2 separate regions of the Sus scrofa genome follow, and region 2 is linked to region 1. Evidence: chromatin contacts called from public Hi-C data. All regions are on one chromosome and are shown on one strand. The core of a region is the stretch at or near the end of the contact, and the rest is flanking DNA. Distances in the headings are between cores, read along the strand shown. Region 1 holds the start of ADAT1 (tRNA-specific adenosine deaminase 1). Region 2 holds the start of PDPR (pyruvate dehydrogenase phosphatase regulatory subunit, mitochondrial).

The links. A called contact is a pair of places that touch in the nucleus more often than the background predicts.
Region 2: a Hi-C map of retroperitoneal adipose tissue shows a contact between it and region 1, with 1.7 times the contacts expected there. The contact joins the promoter of PDPR here to the promoter of ADAT1 in region 1. A contact is called at or near these places in 1 of 5 promoter capture datasets (liver) and 1 of 47 Hi-C or Micro-C datasets (retroperitoneal adipose tissue).

Annotation. Positions count from the first base shown.
Region 1 is chr6:12,072,288-12,078,420 of Sscrofa11.1, reverse strand. ADAT1 (tRNA-specific adenosine deaminase 1) reads right to left here and starts at 2,058. Exons shown (of 10, transcript XM_021093768.1): 1 at 2,005-2,058. It overlaps KARS (lysine--tRNA ligase), which reads right to left. Exons shown (of 14, transcript XM_003126856.3): 13 at 5,431-5,574; 14 at 4,672-4,950. The coding sequence ends at 4,852.
Region 2 is chr6:13,185,246-13,192,012 of Sscrofa11.1, reverse strand. PDPR (pyruvate dehydrogenase phosphatase regulatory subunit, mitochondrial) reads right to left here and starts at 4,636. Exons shown (of 20, transcript XR_002344509.1): 1 at 4,394-4,636.

The DNA of each region.
Region 1 (6,133 bases), core at 809-3,308:
TATCCATGAGGACAAGGGTTCGATCCGGGCCCTGCTCAGTAGTTTAAGGATCGGGCGTTGCCGTGAGCTGTGGTGTAGGTCACAGATGTGTCTCAGATCTGGTGTTGCTGTGGCTGTGGTGTAGGCTGGCAGCTGCAGTTCCGATTTGACCCCTAGCTTGGGAAATTCCATATGCCTTGGCTGTGGCCCTAAGAATACAAACAAACAACAAACAAAAAGAGCAACTGGTACAATGTTGAGCATAATTAATAGCAACTGAGATTTTATTTTTATTTTTGGCTACACCCACAGCATGTAAAGTTCCTGGGCCAGGGGTGGAAGCCGTGCCACAGCAGCGACCCAAGCTGCTGCAATGACAACACCAGATCCTTAACCCCCTCTGCCACAAGGGAACTCTTCAACTGAGATTAATCTTACAAAAAAGAACATTTGATTTTCCTGACTGCTTTGCCTTGAGCTCCTTGAAAGGCAGGGAAAAAGTAATGGACACATAAAACCAGAAAGCAGAGCTGACCTAAAAGAGGTCTAGAATAGTTCGATAGAAACTTTCCCACTCTTGACTCTACTGATGCTCATTCAATGACTTCATTTGGATTCAAATATATGAAAAGATTCTTAGGAGAAAATGAGATCAGATGGCAATGGACAAAGTTAAGTGTTTAAAAAAAAAAAAAAGGCTCTGTTGAGCCATAGTGTATATAGCAGACAAATGATTTATCTACAAGGAGCCCCTTGCTCCTATCCTGTTAAACTAATTAAACAAGGAGGCCATCAGACTGAAGAGACTCTAATGCTGTGGTGGTCTATCTAAGCAAACCAAGATCTAAACAATTTCTTTTCTTGCTTCTGCACTTATGCTACATCAGTTTCTACCTTGGCTCCTGTCTGCAGAGGGCTCCTAACTACTTCCACTTAGCTTGTGCCTGATTGGAAAGGATTTTTGCTCAAATAAACTCATAAAAGTTCTAAAATGCCTCAGTTTATAATTTACCAGTTCGGATGTGCAGGCCTGTTATTTCAATAAATGGTCATGGTAAATCAGACCACAGTGATTTAAAACAAGAATCCGGAAGGCACTGACATAAATTACGACTTTAAAGTCAGAGAACCAGCCTAAGTCTTGTATCTCTCTGAGCAAAAGAAAAGCATGGGCGAGCCCAGAATCCTCCATTTAGAAGGGATTTCTCTCTCATTTCAGGGGCAGAGGGGACATACAAGGCAGTATACTTTATGAAGGCAGATACTCTGGCACCAAACTGAAATTAAACCAGAGGCACGCATCACAAATCATAACAGCCAAAGACAACTTGCTAGAAGAAACGCTGACTCCCTACGATACAGCGGCTCAAAACTGTATCACCACCTTATTCAGAGTTGAGTCTGGAGGAGCGTGCCCAGTAGCGGAAATGAATAAATGTTTTGCTGTACTGCGTCCACTATTCTCTCCTAGAACTTGAATAATTTCTTCATATGAAACAACAGTTTAGTTAGACATGCACTTCTTTGCCCACAAGGCGGCATGTTTTAACAGCGGCAAAAAGTTTAAAAACCCACTTCCTTTTGAAAGAAAATTCAAGTCCGGAAGGCTGTCTGGGGAAAAGGCTTTAGCGAGGTTGGAAGGGACGCCTATTTTCCTTAGCCTCCCCTCCTCAACACCCTCCAGAGGCCCATTCGGCCAGGTATGGGTAACTCCAGGCCCGCGCAGCAGGGACAACGTGCACGCCTGCCCGCTGGAGTTATGCGGTATGCAACCCCCGGGTCACGCGCCCCGCGCTCGTCCGCAGCAGTCGCTGTCGGCGCAGGGATGTCAGCATGAAAGGAGCCGCATTTTCCCACCAGACACGCCGCTGGGTGCGGGGGAAGGTCCGCAACATCCACTTCCCACACAAAAAGGGGTCGAGAAAGTCAGACCTACAGCATCTTCCCCGGGAGCCCCAGGGCCCTCCCTATCCTGTGCGCCCTCGGCCCCACGACCGCAACCGCTCACGGACACCGCCCTCCCACCTCCTCGACACGCGCTCTCGAAGGGAGGAAGAAGACCGCGCGGCGCAGCGGACGTGACGTCACAATGAGGTGGCCCTCCCAAGCCTGTTCCCTGGAGGCACGCAGTGCACGCTGGCCCTTGTAGTCCTCCAGGGGCCGGAGCCAGGGGGCTGCAGGGTGGATCCTTAGAGTCCGTCGATTTGCGTTGCTCTGCGTAGATACAGATGTAATGGGCTCAGGGAGGCTGATTCCCCGGTAAGATAGATTCGTACGGTAGAATGAGGTTGTATGTTGGAACACTAGTTTGAATTTTTGTCTAAAACAGGTCTGTCCAGTAGAAATATAATTCGAGCCAGATATGTAATTTAAAATGTTCTAGGCGCTATATTTTAAAAAGTCAAAAGAAAAGGTGAAATTAATTTTAACCATATATTTTAACCCAGGTTATCCAACATATTTCAACGAGTAATCAATATTTAATAAAAATGTTCACTTATTTTACATTTTTTTACACTAACTTAAGAAAACTGGTGTGTATTTTATATCTCAGTTCTGACCAGCCACATTTCAAATGCTCAATAGCTACGTATGGCCGTTGGGTACTGTAGTGGACAGTGCTAGTCTAAAACCTTCGGTTTGCCAAAAATAGGTAGTATAGCTGTTTGGACATTTCAGAAGTCTGTATCATTCAGCAGTTTTTTTTGTTGTTGTTGTTTTTGTTTTTAACTCAGTTCCTAATGATGAGAGAGTTCTCTCAAATGCTAGAGGAGTGCAACTTAATTGACCCCATCCTTCTCCCTAGATCACAGGAAAAGGGCCACAGGCTTCCTCCAAGGATAAGGACCTTGCTCTTCCTCTCTCTCCTACAAGTCTAGAACTTGGGACCATACTTGTTTTTGTTCACCCCCATACAGCAGTTAGCAAATTGTGAGCCTTCAGCTGTTTAAGGGGGTATTTGTCATTTTTCTTGCCAAATGCCACAGATGTCTACAGCTGCTTCATTTCTTCTCTATCTCTGGCATTCTTGAGGCCAGACAGCTGGCTCTGCTCTAGTCTACTACTAAACAGCTTTTTTTTTTTTTTGTCTTTTTAGGATTGCACCCTTGGCATATGGAAATTTCCCAGTCTAGGGGTCAAATTGGAGCTGTAGCCACCGGCCTACGCCAAAGCCACGGCAACACAGGATCTGAGCCACTCGGTGAACTACACCACGGCTCATGGCAATGCCAGATCCTTAACCACTGAGCGAGGCCAGGGATGGAACCCACGTCCTCATGGATACTAGTTGCACTCTTTAACTGATGAGCCACGACGGGAACTCCCTAAACAGCTCCTCATTAATCCTTGTTGCCTTTCCAGTGGTCCACATTGATGGTACAGTGTTGCCAGAAGTCCAGTCCCTTATCTTGACCCCACACCCCTCCTTTGGTGAGATGATTGTTTTTTTTTTTTAGTTAACAGCACCTCGCTGAAGGATGTGCCATAGAAGTGTTTCTTCTGAGATACCACCTCGTCATGTAACCACCACTACCAAGTGCTTCTGGAGTCTGTGCTTTAACACCAGCAAAGATTGAGATGCTCAGCATGCTCTGAAGTTGTTCCCTGTTAGTAGTTTGGTGTGCTTAGATCATTTTACCAACCGCAGAAGTAGACACCTGCTCTGTGAAAGTACACAAAGATGCTCCCAGAGGTTTTGCTGAGATGCCAAAGACAAGTCTTTTGTTGTCAGACTCATTGGGGAAGAGTTACCCCAGCTGCCTCCCTGTGTTACGGGCTCTGTTTTACCAGCAGGCCCTAGTCACATGCTTAGGGCAGCTGAACTGAGCAGAAAGTGAAAACCTTCCCCACTCTTCCCCACCCACTGTCTAACAGGCATATCACAAAACCATTCACTTTTCTCAAACCTGCACTGTTTTTCCATTTCAAGTCAGTGACGACTCTACTTTCTAGTTGGTCAGGCCCCAAACCGTGAAATCATTTTGATTCCTTTTCCTAAAACCCACATTCCAGCAGCATTCTGCTGACCTCAAGAAGACAAAGTCCACCGATGCATAAGCATCTCCATCACTTACCGCTACCTCCCAAGGCTAATCCATCATCTCACCTCAGCCCACAGCTGCATGTCTCCCTTTGTCTTGCCTTCCACATGCTAACTAGGACAGTAGTGCTCAAAACCCTCCGATGGCTTCGCCTCTCACCCCTAAATCTGGCACCTCACTGATCTTATTCCTCTTTGGCCATACCAGACCCCTTTGCTGTTCCCCAAAAGTGCAGCCCTTTAGTCTGGATCATGCTGTGCCACTTAGATCTTTCCGGTCTCCGCTAGAAGAGGTCTTCCGTGATCGCGTAAGGAGCACTGCCCCCATCCACCTCTTTATAAAATAGCGCCTGTCCCCTCTCCCTGCCTTATTTTTCTTCTTAGTATGCATCACTACCAGAAATAAGGATTTACTTGTTTCTTGTTTAGTAGCTTTTCACACCCAGCCCCTACCCCTAAAGAAAATATAAATTCCATGAAAGCAGGAACTTGGCTTTTGTTCCCTGCTGTGCCTCCCAGCTCCTTAGAATAATGGCTGGACATTATATAAATCTGGTGAATGAATAAAGTGCTATAATCCTAAACCTTCATTAGCCAGCTGTCCTGGCAATAAGGTGACATTCCAAAGGTAAAGAGTGATGAGACAGGGGTAGAGACAAATGGTTTATTTGGTAACAAGGAGTAAAAAGGAATTCTTAATTCCTCTTCCCTCTTCTGGTGGCTGAAGTGGACCATGACAGCCAAACAGCCACACACGGGAAATCCCTTGAGGTCCTTGGGCAGAGACGCAGCGACGATGCCCATGTCGTGTGACGTGCCATCACTGTTTTCTAGACAGACGTGCCAGGTGCTGTGTTCTCCGCCGTGTCAGTGGCGGTTACATTCTCCTTCTTGTCTTCAGGTTTCATGGCGGGAAACAGAAGCACTTCCTACAGGAGAATGCATTCTGATAAGCAGCAGCCCTTTCCTCCAGCTATCTACCCATTCCTTTTATCCCTGGTTACTGTTGGCACCAAAATCCAGAGATCTGTGTTCTTTCAATTCGGTCCCTCTCAGTTACAGTGGATGGAAGAGCAGAAAGGCATGCACTGCCCAGGGCATGACGTCAAAGAAAGAATAAACAGAGAGCTTCCCTTCAATTATGATTTACTTCCTCATCTATAAAGCTGGGATAGCAACAGTTTCTGCATGTCACAGGCTGACTTAAGTGAGATATGCATGTCAACGGCTCAGGGTGTTCCTTGAAGCCTCAAGAAGTACAACCAATTAGTATTTCTCCTGCCTCAAGCAGAAAACCCCCAGATGCTGTCAGGTCAGATGACCCCCATCCTGTGTGGCTGTGTGTCAGGGCTCTGCCTGCCCCTCCCCCTGGCCTCCCACACAGCGCGCGCCTTCAGGGTGGCCTGTACCTTGATGTTATTGGAATCCGTGAGAAACATAGTGACGCGGTCGATGCCCATGCCCCAGCCACCTGTGGGGGGCAGCCCATATTCCAGGGCGGTGCAGAAGGTTTCGTCTATGAACATGGCCTCATCATCGCCAGCGGCCTTGGCCTAGAAGAGAACCACGCAGTGGCACTCTCTCTGCGAGCGAGCGAGCACGCTGAAGCGTTCAGAGGCACGGCCCTTCCAGGGATGCTCTGAAGGCCCCGCACCTGCTGGGGACTGGTTTCCCAGAAACTCCAGCGTGGAGCCATTTCTTTCAAAGACCTGGAGGTCAGGACCAATGAACACATGCAACTTTCCCTGTGAAATGAAAACCCCTCCAGCGCCTGGGGCTTTGCGAGTCCAGTGAAACTGATGTTCAGAGACTGCTAATTGCCAACATCTTTTTCTCCCACTTCCTGAAACGACCCCTCAGTGGCAGGGCTAGTGCAGGCAGCCCAGGGGCGCTTTGTCTTCTCATGCCCATGCCACCTCGTTAAATGTGGTATCTAAGGAAAAATGATGTCCCTGTCAAGACAAGTGCCACACTCCCCACACAGACAATTATGCCAAGCTCCATTTCTGGAGAAATCCTAGCGCCAAAACCAGTCGAGCTTTCCATCTTGAAATGTGACTTCCTCCAGTCAAGCCTGTGGCTGCATCTTTCATTTCTATTCAAGTCACCGGG
Region 2 (6,767 bases), core at 3,387-5,886, 1.1 Mb before region 1:
GTTGGGCTTTGATCCCTGGCCTGGGAACTTCCATATACAACAGGTGCAACCAAAAGAGAGAGATGAAAAAGCCAACATACGTGCACCACTGTGTTTGCTGCAGCACTATTCACAACAGCCAAGACATGGAAGCAACCTATATGTCTATCAATGGAGGAGTAGATAAAGAAAATGCAGCACATCTATGCAATGGAATATTACTCAGCTATACAAAAGAATGACATAATGCCATCTGTGGCCACATGATGCATCTAGAGATTATCATACTAAGAGAAGTAAGTCAGAAAAAGACAAATATATATTTATGTGCTAAGACGTGGAATCTAAAATGTGATACAAGAGATCAGTGGCTCAGTGGTTAACGAATCCAACTAGGAACTATGAGGTTGCAGGTTCAATCCCTGGCCTTGCTCAGTGGGTTAAGGATGTGGCATTGCTGTGAGCTGTGGTGTAGGTCGCAGACGTGGCTCGGATCCCGTGTTGCTGTGGCTCTGGCCCAGACCGGTGACTACAGCTCTGATTTGACCCCTAGCCTGGGAAACTCCATATGCTGCGGGAGCAGCCCAAGAAAATGGCAAAAAGACAAAAAAAAAAAAAAAAAAAGTGATACAATGAACTTATTGACAAAACATAAAGAGACTCAGATTTCAAAATCAAATTTATGGTTACTTGTGGAATACATGGGGGGAAGGATAAATCAGAAATTTGGGATTAACACATACACACTAAAATACATATATCATAGATAATCACAAGGACCTACTATATAGCAAAGGTAACTCTTCTCAATATTCTGTAATAACCTATATGGGAAAAGAATCTGAAAAAAAAGTGGATATTTGAGAACTATGTCTAGATACTCATGTTGCAACAGAACAAAGGGTGGGGGGAAAAAATGTAATGTATACATATAAGGATAATTTGATCCCCTTGCTGTACAGTGGGAAAATAAAATAAATTTAAAAAAAAGTGGATAGATGTATAACTGATTCACTCTGCTGTACACCTGAACAACATAGTAAATCAATTAAACATCAACAAAAATTTAAACAAAAGAGGCTGTAGTAAGTTATGGTTTATATATGACTGCAGGTTGGCAAAATGCTGAAGATTACTAAATTTAATTATGACGACTTGCCTGAGTGTTCTGATGGGTTTGGATGAGTCATAAAATAAAGATTTTAACATAATTTGTAAAGTGTTATTTATTCCATAAAATTTATTTTCCTTGCCTTCATTTCAGCTAAATCATTATGTCTAGTTAAAAAAGAAAATCAAAATTGTCGCATAAGGAGTTCCTGTCGTGGAGCAGTGGAAACAAAACTGACTGGGAACCATAAGGTTGCCAGTTCGATCACTGGCTTTGCTCAGTGGGTTGAGGATCCAGTGTTGCCGTGAGATGTGGTGTAAGTGGCAGGCACGGCTCAGATCCTGCATTGCTGTGGCTGTGTTGTAGGCCGGTGGCTACAGTTCCGATTTGACCCCTAGCCTGGGAACCTCCATATGCCGTGGGTGCAGCCCTGAAAGACAAAAGACCAAAAAAAAAAAAAAAAAAAAAAAAAAACTGTCACATAATTTGTATTCTGGTCACAGAAATTACCTGAGATTAAATGATAAAAACATAGTTAAAAAAATAAAGATGGTCCCCGCAGCTCTCAGCCTGACATCTTATTTGTCCCCACTCTCCCCTAACACCTGGTTAGCTGACTCTTCTATGTGCCCCCAAACACCCTGCATGTCCCCCAGCTCAGAGCCAGCCACACTGTGTAACGGTCTGTTAGTCAGTCAGGGAAGCAAAACAGCAAGCCGCTAAGGAGACTACAGACTCTAGAAGCAGACAGATCCGGGTTTGAAAATCTACCTCGCCCTGCATGAGCTGTATGACTCTCAGCTAGTTACTCAATCTCTGTGCCTAGGACTCTTCATCTGTAACATGGGCCAGGAACACTGACCTCACACGGCTGCTGCAAGACTAAAGCAGATAAAGCAGGAAAAACATGGCAAGTGGCAGCTAAGAAGCACCCGGAAAGCAGAAGCCTTTAGGCCCTTGTCATAACAGAGCTCTCTGAGAGGAGGGACCAGTTATAACTTGAGCATCGTCTTCCCAGCATTCACTGGAGGCACCTTGGAGACACAACTTGATGAATGAATGAGAACAGAAAACAAAGGATATGGAAAAAAAAATTCAATGGGACTCAGATCTCAAGGCTGGGACCCCGGATTTGAGAGATAGATAAATAACGTGAAAGGATTTTTTTAAGGTAGTGTTTTTTTGTTTTTCCTTTTTAGGGCCACAGCCATGCATATGTAAGTTCCCAGGCTAGGGGTCGAATCGGAGCTACAGCTACAGCCACAGCCACAGCAATGCCAGATCTGAGCCTCGTCTGCAAATGACACCACAGCTCACAGCAACGCTGGATCCTTAACCCACTGAGTGAGGCCAGTATTCATCCTCATGAATACCATGCGCATTGGTTCTCTGCTGCGCCACAATGGGAACGCCAACTGCCAGTTTAATCTACACAAATCTGTAAGGGAGGTGTCACAATTTCTATTCCACACTTGTGGAAACGGAGGCACAGAGAAGTGAAATGACTCATCCAAGATCCTCTAACACTGGTGACTGGCAGAGCCTGAATTCAAAGCCTGCCAGTCTAGCACTAGAGTCTGCCACTGAAGCATTACTCTGTGCTACCTTCCCCTAACAGAAAAAGGGAATTACAAAGGTGGCATTCATCATAACAGATAAAAAGTTGCAAGATGGAAGAAACAATGCTAAAATGCCAGAGCTTTGAGCACCAAAAAAGGCTTTTTGACCTTGGGCTCATCATGACCTTCAAAAGAGTGAAGTGGTAAAGAAAAAGACTTCCAGTGGATTTGAAGAATGAAGGAAAAAGGAAGGCACAGAGTTTATACCAGTAGCTTTGGCAGCAACAGCAAGGCTTAAGAGCAAGGAGGTAACGGCAAGTAGAAAAGAAACAGAAGATGTCAAAGAAAAAGTAAAATAACACACCTGGTTGAAAATAAATTACGATCTCAACTTCTGCTAAGAAGAATTTCTTTCTTTCTTTCTTTCTTTTTTTTTTTTTTTTTTTGTCTTTTTAGCTATTTCTTGGGCCGCTCCCGAGGCATATGGAGGTTCCCAGGCTAGGGGTCGAATCGGAGCTGCAGCCACTGGCCTACACCAGGGCCACAGCAAAGCGGGATCCGAGCCGTGTCTGCAACCTACACCACAGCTCACGGCAACGCCGGATCATTAACCCACTGAGCAAGGGCAGGGACCGAACCCGCAACCTCATGGTTCTTAGTCGGATTCGTCAACCACTGCGTCACGACGGGAACTCCTGCTAAGAAGAATTTCTGCTAAACAACCTCACTGCTGGGGCTGGTTATGCTCAGATCTGCTTACACCTAGAACAAGAGGACAGCCCCGACTCCCTCTGAGCTGTTCCTCTGCATGGCCACAGCACCCTGGAGAAATGGGCTGCTAGTCCCAAGGAAGACTGGGTAAGAAGACAGAGATGAACACATCATTTCCCACACCTGCCTCGGCAAGAGCCCCCTGGGACACCTGCTTTAAAACTCAAGTCACAGACACACTCTTCCTCCCAGAGTCCATCTCTTAACATTCTGATCCTGCTGGTTCAGGTTGCTGTTTTTTTCAACAAGTGTACCAGATAATCAGACTAGTTTAAGAAATGAATACAAATCCCTGTACAAATACAAATCCCTGGCCCTGGAAAAGTGTCCCTTTCACACAGGCTAACTCCATGTCCCGCATCCCCCTACACAAGCGAGGGCGAAAAAAGCTTGAAAATGCTTGAATCAAACCTCAGGGTCAAACACATCAGAACCAAGAGGTCAAACGTTAGTAGCGAGCTCACTGCCCCGGCCTGGACTTTCCAGGTAACTTCACTGCCGACTCCGCAGCAGTTTTACTAGTTAATTAAGCGCAAGCGGACCACGTTTCCACGCGGGAAAACAATTTCACCTGCAGACCTGGCCCAGCTGAACAAGCCTGACCCCCGCTGCGGAGGCTGGCGGGGGGGCGGTGTGCAAGCCCGAGGCGGGGCGCCAGGAACGAGGTCATTCCCGCCGTCCTGGGCATCCGGGCTAGGCTGAGGGCGCCTGGAAGAACCGGGGAGCCGGGCACCGGTCCGCTAGGCGCCACTGCCGCGGGTGAGATTAAGGAAGATCGGGCAACGCAGTGTCGGCCCGGGCGGGCGGAGTCCCGGCGCCAGGACGAGCCTGCGGGAGGACCAGGCAGAACCCACGGGAAACGAAGCGCGGCCGGGAGCCCCCAGCAGGAACGGGGGTGGGGGGCTGAGGGCCCCGTGGCGGCAAAGTCCGAGCAGACCCGGAGGCCAGAGCGGCCCCCGGAGCTTCTCCTTACCTCACCGGCCTCCACAAGCTCCGCAAGCAGCCACACCCCGGCTGAAGCAGGGAAGCGACCACAACAGTTGGCTGGGGTCCTGGGGGCCGGAAGGGGGGTGGGGACAGGGAATGGGAAGGGGGCGGGGCGGTGGGCCGAAAAAGTTCCGGGGAAGCTTGAGTCCGCGACCTTCCGCGCTTTACGATCCGTAGGAAGGGTACGGCAGCGCGTGATCCCACTCGCGCACGCGCGTCGTGACGTCATCGACTGCTCCGCCCCTGACACGTGGGGGGTTGTTTGGGTCCCGAGTGTCTCCGCTTGAAGGTGGGCGGAGGGGAACCACCGTCTCGACGAAGATGCAGTCGCACTGGAGGCGGGGTGTTTCAAAGTCGCTTTAGAACTGCAGCTTCGGACCTTACCGATTTCTACCGATGCAGCTGGGACGGCCAAGATGGCCGGAGCTTTGGTGGAGCCTGCGGAGGGCAGGGGTTCTCTTACCGCGCGCGCGAGGCGAGTCCTCAGGTCCGGTCCCACGTGTCTGCCGCCTAAGGACACTCAGTCCAGGGCCTAAAAAAGATTCTTGGACCGAAAGCTGCTCTGTTTTTGGCCGTTGCTGCGGTCTTCCTGGGCGAATCACTAGTACAGCGGATCAGGAATCTTTTCTGCTGTCCCCGCCCGATCTCAGAGGCAGTTTAAGAAGACCTGCGATCTGGGCACCTTGCTTATTAGCACATCACGCTGTTTTCTTTCCTTTATAGAACTTGTGCTAAAGTAAATTAGTTGACTACCTTTCCCAACTAGCTGCACACTCTGCCCTCTGACAGTAGACCCTAAATCTCCTATTCTGCTGTGTTCTCAGCGCTTAGCGTGTGGCACGTTATCCAGTAAATATTTCTTAGAATGGAAAGCGATCTAATGGTACAGGCTTCTCTCCACTTGGGGCCACACCCAAGCCCATCTCACCACTCAAACCAGTTGTGTTAAAGGATTGGCACTGTGCCAGGTGATGGGATTCAGCCGTGCACAAGAAAGGGCTTCTGCCACTAAAGTGTGGCAGTGAAGTTCCAGGGACCCCTGTGTCACCATGCCAGCCTGAAACTTGCACTTTATGCATTTTTACTTGCCAGTGAACTCACACAAGACAGCCCATTTGAGGTCTGGTTTCCCGGCAACAGACACTGCATTTTGCTACCCTGATGTATGAATGTTCAAGGCGTTCCTGGCTTCGGTGCAAGAAATGTACTTAAATGGTTCAGTTATGGGCTTAAAGCTTATGGTCACCAGCTGCTCCCAAATGAAGACATTATAGACTAACAGATCTGAGGCATATTCTTGCTAAGATGTACTTGATACCTAGATGTGGCAATTTCAGGAGGAAAATGTCACAAGTATTTATTTATTTATTTATTTAGGTCGCCGGCTGCATGCAGAAGTTCCCAGGCTAAGGATCAAATCAGCACTACAGTAGCAACCTGAACCACTGAAGTGACAATGCCACATCCTTAACCCATTGTGCCACGAGGGAACGCTGTCACAGTTTTTTGTTGTTGTTGTTCTTGTTGTTTGTGTGTGTGTGTTTTTTTTTTTTTTTTTTTTGTCTTTTTAGGGCCGCATCCAGGCATAGAGAAGTTCCCAGGCTAGGGGTTAAATTGGAGCTGTGGCCACAGCCACTGGAATGCCAACCCAAGCCGCATCTGTGACCTCCACCACAGCTCCTGTCAACTCTGGATCCTTAGCCCACTGAGCGAGGCCAGGAATCGAACCCACAACCTCAGGGATATTGTTTGGGTTCGTACCCCACTGAGCCACAACGGAAACTCCCTCACCTGATATTTAGATGCATCTATTTTATCTTTGTAAACCTTCTGCCTTCTCCTTTTCACTCTCTCAAGGGCAGGAATTACAGGAAGTGAGGAAGGTACCACTAGCAGCTGTTTCAAAAGATCTATGCCAAGATTTGCTTTGCACACCAAGAACCGGAGCTTGGAGCACCTCTTCCCTCCAAGTTAGGTTCTAGTGCCTCATGCTCCAGAGTGTCACATGGTGGGTGGAGCCAGGAAGGATGGAGAAAAAGTACCTTCATTTCTGTCTGAGGGTACCCATCCACTCCACAGAGCTTCTCCTTCCCCAGAACAAGGGGATGTGCAAGAGACATCTCTGCAGCTCGTTTCAGGGAAGGGTTTTCTAGCAGCAGAGCTAACCCTTAATCTTTGGTCAACTCTTGGCATATACGACACTGTCGTTGTAGTTACTGTAAAGAGCTACAACTCATTCCTTGCCTTTGTAAATGTCCAGCTCAGCGCAGCCTTTTCTGTCCCTCTGTAGTGTCAGCATGTGGTCCCGAGGCATTCGAGGCCCTTTAGTAAATGGGATCTTTCTCATGAGCCCTGGTGAC